Linked DNA regions of Pan troglodytes: region 2 is linked to region 1. The links are chromatin contacts, called in public HiChIP or PLAC-seq maps. All regions are on one chromosome and are shown on one strand. Each heading gives the region's core, a stretch centred on a gene start, on an enhancer-like site or on the middle of the called end of the contact. The rest is flanking DNA. Distances are from core to core; before and after follow the strand shown. Region 1 holds the start of GUCY1B1 (guanylate cyclase 1 soluble subunit beta 1). Region 2 holds the start of CTSO (cathepsin O).

What was found. HiChIP or PLAC-seq counts read pairs in DNA pulled down with a chosen protein or histone mark.
Region 2: a contact with region 1 is called in an H3K4me3 HiChIP or PLAC-seq map of stem cell-derived excitatory neurons, with 2.5 times the contacts expected there. The contact joins the promoter of CTSO here to the promoter of GUCY1B1 in region 1. A contact is called at or near these places in 1 of 7 Hi-C or Micro-C datasets (stem cell-derived neural progenitor cells) and 1 of 1 datasets of contacts at active chromatin or transcription factors (stem cell-derived excitatory neurons).

What each region holds. Positions count from the first base shown.
Region 1 is chr3:157,573,419-157,576,221 of NHGRI_mPanTro3-v2.0_pri, reverse strand. GUCY1B1 (guanylate cyclase 1 soluble subunit beta 1) reads right to left here and starts at 1,478. Exons shown (of 14, transcript XM_003310554.5): 1 at 658-1,478; 2 at 1-15. The coding sequence starts at 660.
Region 2 is chr3:157,768,527-157,771,297 of NHGRI_mPanTro3-v2.0_pri, reverse strand. It overlaps CTSO (cathepsin O), which reads left to right and starts at 1,415. Exons shown (of 8, transcript XM_517502.8): 1 at 1,415-1,745. The coding sequence starts at 1,620.

The DNA.
Region 1 (2,803 bases), core at 229-2,728:
ATTCACAAATCCGTACTGCGGGGACAGGGAGAGACTTGAGCGTCAGAGACCCGCTGTAGCTGAGAAGCGGCTTGGGGGCGAGGCTGCTGCCTCTGCTCCCATGGCGCTGGCTTAACCTTTCACCCCGCCCCTGACTCCTCTCCCTTAGGGGTACTATGCACTAAAGGGTCGGATCGTGGGGGCGCAACCCCCCAATCCCTGGTGGATTCTCCCCGTCACCATCCGCCCCACCCCCACGCTATCTTCCCACCCTCCTCACCTGTCACCGCTCCGGGAGAGGCTGGGCATCGGGAGCAGCGCGGGGACGCGAACCCGGAGCCTTCCCTGCCGCTGGCGCTCAGCCTCCCACACTGGTGGGGCCGGCCAGAGCCGGGAAGACCCCACGCCTCCGCCGCACCTCCCCTTCCCGAGCTCAGGAAGCTGCGGTGTGGAGCGGCAAACCCGCCTGGGAAGCAAAGGCACCGATCGCCCCCGCCACGACTCGCGGCGTTCCCACCTCCCCTGACTGGGCGCGGGCAAGGAGTGAGGCTGCTCCCGTGGCCGGCAGTGAGCTCCCAGGGCCCCCGAGCCAAGCTCCGGCTGCGCGGCCAGTTCCCTCGCTGCCAGGCCGGCCGAGGAGGGGTGAGGTTCGGGCCGCACCCGGCTGAGAGCACTTACCATGGTGTCTGCACCGGGAGCCGGGGAGGCAGCCCCCACGCAGAGGTACGGCCGAAGGGACCCAGGCAGAGGCGGCAGCGGCTACAGCGCAACCGGGCCGGGGAGGCAGCATCGAGCTGGAGCGAGAACAGCCGCCTTGGCCCGCCCTGATTGCCACCTCTTCCCAGCCAATGGCGAGTCGAGCCGCAGGGGGCTGGTCGGTGCTCCCCAGTTCTTCAACCAATCAGGGACAGAGGAGGGAATTCGGATGCTCTCAATGCTGCTGCGCTCCAGTGCCTTCCCGCCCCCACCTGGTGACAAGGCCTTCATTTGAGGCCATAACAATGACAGTGGAGAAGCCCCAGCCGTGCTCCTTGCATGAATTCTGGAGCAGAGGAAATGCAGCTCTTGTGGACCCACTAAATGTATTATTATTCAGAGATCTGCCCTCAGTGGTTAACACAAGCAAAAGGGAACAGGGCGTGTTTGTTGTGTGAGCGTGTACGTGTGTACTTTGCAATGGACAGACCTTAAAAGGAATATCCTCCGTTGCTGGCATCCTCATGATTATCTTTGTCTAGCAGATAAACATTTCCTCTGTGGCTTGGTCCCACAACAGTTTATGGCAAATTTAAAGCTGGTAATATTGAGAAAAACATATTTTCACTTCTACTCAATGAGACTAGTTGAGTGAAGCACCAAAAATTTTCAGTAATGTAGTTTGGTGGACGTTATGTTAAATCCAGTCCTGCCCTTTACTAAACTGTACAAGATCCAGCGATATTCTAGGCTTGATCCCTGTGGGACACCTTTCCCTACACCATGTCCGAGAGCCATAATTCCAGGGAATTTGTAACCCGCTAGAGCGGGCCTCTGTTGCTGTTTCTTAGCAACAGACGAACTGGAAAATGACCAGTACAAAATGCACAGACTTTAACTACTCTACCTCCAGCTTACATTCTACCAGACCCTTAGGTTTGTTAATGCTCTGAGTCCTGCCATAGAGAGAAGATGAGAGGAACAGGAAGTGGCAGCTTATTAAAGCTGTTTGTACCTGAGGTATATGGACTCCAGTTGACTTTTAGGGCAAGGTCAAAAGTGAGGTCACCAGTCTCAAGTGGACCTGAGAAGCCAGATGGTATTTTAAGATGTGCATATTTTGTTGTGAGAACAGTCTCAATATGGTTAGAGAAAAATGTCAAAACAATAAGATTGTGCTGACATCAGCACCGAGAGAGCTATGATGAAGGAAACTGATACAGAAATAGTGGTATATAGCAAACAAACAAAACAACAAATTACTTTAAAAATTTCCATTAATGGTGGAATGAGTAAATAGATTACAGCCTTTCATACAATCTAACACCTTGTTTTAAACAACTATTAAAACATTAATCATTATTTAACAACAATTAACCACTAATTTGGAACCATTAAAATGGCACATTAAACAACCATGAAAAAGCAGGAGGGTGACTAGAAAATGATGATGCAGAAAAGTATTGTCAGGTTTACAAAACACCACAAGAATGTAATCATTTTCCATTTTTTAGAGTTAGTATACAGTAAGGTGTTATGTGGGTAATAACACAGGCACATACATGTTGCCGTAAGAATAATAGTTTGGGAGGAAACACAGGAAGTGTTGATATGGCTATGGTCTGTAATTAGAACCAGTGGCTGGAATGGCCATGACTCTTACTTTTTATAACTTTCTGTATCTTTTGATTATTTTTCTACACAGATGAATTTTCTTTACTGTTACATAACTGAATTTTTTTTAACTTTTATTTTAGTTTCAGGGGTACATATGCAGGTTTGTTATATAGGCCAATTACATGTCTTGGGGGTTTGGTGTACAGATTACTTTGTCACCCAAGCACTAAGCATGGTACCCAATAAATAGTTTTTTGATCCTCACCCTCTTCCCACCTTCCATCCTCAAGTAGGCCCTGGTGGCCATTGTTCCCTTCTTTGTGTTCATGTGTACTCCGTGTTTAGCTCCCACTTGCAAGTGAGAACATGTGGTATTTGGTTTTCTGTTTCTGTTAATTTACATAGGATAATGGTCTCCAGCTCCGTCCATGTTGCTGCAAAGGACATGATCTCATTATTTTTGATGTCTGCATAGTATTCCATGGTATATATGTACCACATTCTCTATCCA
Region 2 (2,771 bases), core at 166-2,665, 200 kb before region 1:
CTGACACTTAGGAAGTACTCAATAAAATATTTGTTGATGTAAATCAATTGAAATATCAGTCCCATAGGGATGGGGATTTTCATCCCTTTAGTCACTTATCCACTTACTTGATATATCCTCATTACCTAGAAGAATGCCTGACACTTAGCAGGTACTCAATAAATACTTGATGTGAGCTCCTGAAATGAGTTTAGTTCAAGGGGCTTTTTTACAATACCAATTATCCTAAAGTAAAGATGACTGCCTATATTTAAATTTCCTGACTCAGTAGGTTGTCAATAAACAGGGACTATGATCTGAAAGCAAAGTTCAGTTTAAAAAGAAAAGTATGTGCTTGTATGAGTTACAAAAAAGGGCTAAGTACAAAAGAACTGCTGAGGTTAACATGAACATCGTTCTGTGAACTTATGATTTAAATAAAATCTTTATCACCACACTTGCCAAGAGCAATATATCTTATCATGAACGTACATAAAAAACTCTTGTGTCTTTCCTCTTAATACTCGGAACATTATTTTTATTTTTATTACGAAGTTTGCATTGGAGAATATTGTAACTCACTGCACCTAGGTAAAAACTAAAGACATAAATCTGATGTTAGTTCTAAAAATCTACAAGGGTAATGATATGAATTTCACAGACATGGAAGCCTTGTTCAGAATAGATTATAATAGAAAGGCTCGGTAGAGCCAGGTTCATGAGTGTGTGACCTGTGCAGAAGTGGGTGCTTAGAAGGCCCATGGCTTGGGTTAATGCTCTGCTGTTGCCGTCTTGAAATTCTTCACAATTTATGAACAAGGGAACTTCATTTTCAGTTTACACGGAACCCTGCAAATTATGTACTTGGCTCTATCTTCCTTTGCAAACGGAGAAACAGGCTTCAAGAGTTTTGAAACTGCCATAATAGATCCAAAAACTGTGTACGCTTTTCACATCTGTACAATTTTGTTACGAATTTATAAACATCTGCTGAATGGATGACTCTATGTATTGGCCCACATCACTTCAGAACTAGGTCTTGAACTTAGGGATTGTGGCAAGAAGGAAAAAGGCAGGTTCCGGTGGCTCACAGGGCAGGCCAGGTGGCTCACACCTGTGAGCATTTTGGGAGGCCAAGGCAGGTGGATCACTAGAGTCCAGGAGTTCGAGACCGGCCTGGGCAATATGGCAAGATCCTATCTCTACTAAAAATACAAAAATAGCCTGGGGTGGTGGCACGCGCCTGTAGTCCCAGGTACTCTGGAGGCTGAGGCAGGAGGATCACTTGAACCTGAAGGTCAAGGCTGCAGTGAGCCCTGATCTCAACACACACACAAAAAGAATGACTCTCAGGCTTCTTTTTTTCTAATGGATGGAAGTGAAACCTCGAAAGCACGTGGTCAAGTGCCTGACTCTTCCAAAACAAAAACAAAAACAAAAAAACTAGCCTCAGCAAGGAGGTCCGTAGCCTCCAGCTGACCGGATTTTCAGTCGCAGAACACCGGGGACCTAAAAAAGGGTCAATCTCAGCATCCTGCACTCAACCCAGCTCCTTCCGCCCCTCGAGCCCAGGCTGGGAGGAGCCGAGGAACCGAAAGAGAAAACAGGCCGCGCGGGCGGCAGAGGAGCCGGGCGCCGCAATGGACGTGCGGGCGCTGCCGTGGCTGCTGTGGCTGCTGTGCCGGGGCGGCGGCGATGCAGACTCCCGCGCCCCCTTCACCCCGACCTGGCCGCGGAGCCGCGAGCGTGAAGCCGCCGCCTTCCGGGTACCGAGCGCGCGCCTCCCCGGGATCTGTCCCTGCTCCCTCACTTCCTGTCCCGGGTCTGGGCTGCGGAAGAGGGCCCCCGAGAGCTGACCCTGCTCGTGGGCACCCGTGGCTCTGCGATGCGTCTGGGGCCCTGAGCTGCGGGTGCAAAAGCCAGCTTCTCTCTCCCCTCTCCTTGTGCTATGGTGTCACTCCCCCATGCCTTTGCTAACCAAAAGACTTGATTTTCCAGAAAAGATTTGTCGCTATGGATTTTTGGGACGCACCCAAATAAATCCATAGATACGTCCAAAGTGTCCTTGGTGGGAAGAAGCACCCCCTTTTAGCAATCCCCTCGATCGTTGCCACTGGCTTCCAAAGCTCTTCTATTTCTTTTTTATGAGAACCAGAAACAGGGAGCAGCCTGTTGGTGGAAGAAACCTGTCGTGTTTTTTTTTCCCGAGGAGGGCGCTAGTGATCAGAAGTTAGAAACAAAGAGCCTGCCTTTAGCCAGATTAAAGAATCCTGATGGTTTATGATTCTCCTTAAACTAACGCACCACCTTAAAAGTTCTTCCTGCCTTGGCGGAGACTGAGTTGAAGAAAAGAGAAACATTTAATTTCCTTTTCATATTATTATACGAAATATAATATAATTTATATTTTATAATATTTATAATAAATGCTTAGATTTGAGTCTAGCATGAAAACTCTGGAAGGGACCAGTTAGCTGAGCACAAATAATGATTTTCCTGAAACCAAGGAAACTGCAAGGGATGCCGATTTAGTGTTCGCCTCACTATGTTCTAGATAGCTGATACTATTTAACACATTTTTAAATTCATGAAAGATGCCGTTATCATGATTTAATTTATTGGAAAAGAAAATTCTTTCATTCTGAATCAAACGTAAGTCTGAGTTGAGTAATATTGCTCAAGGAAGTGTATCTTTTTTCCTGGTGTTTGTTGGAATTTCTCACAGGATTTCATAGCTGTGCTCTTTTCCCCCGACTCTCCTGGAAAGCTCCAATGTTTAGGAAGGCCAGCCT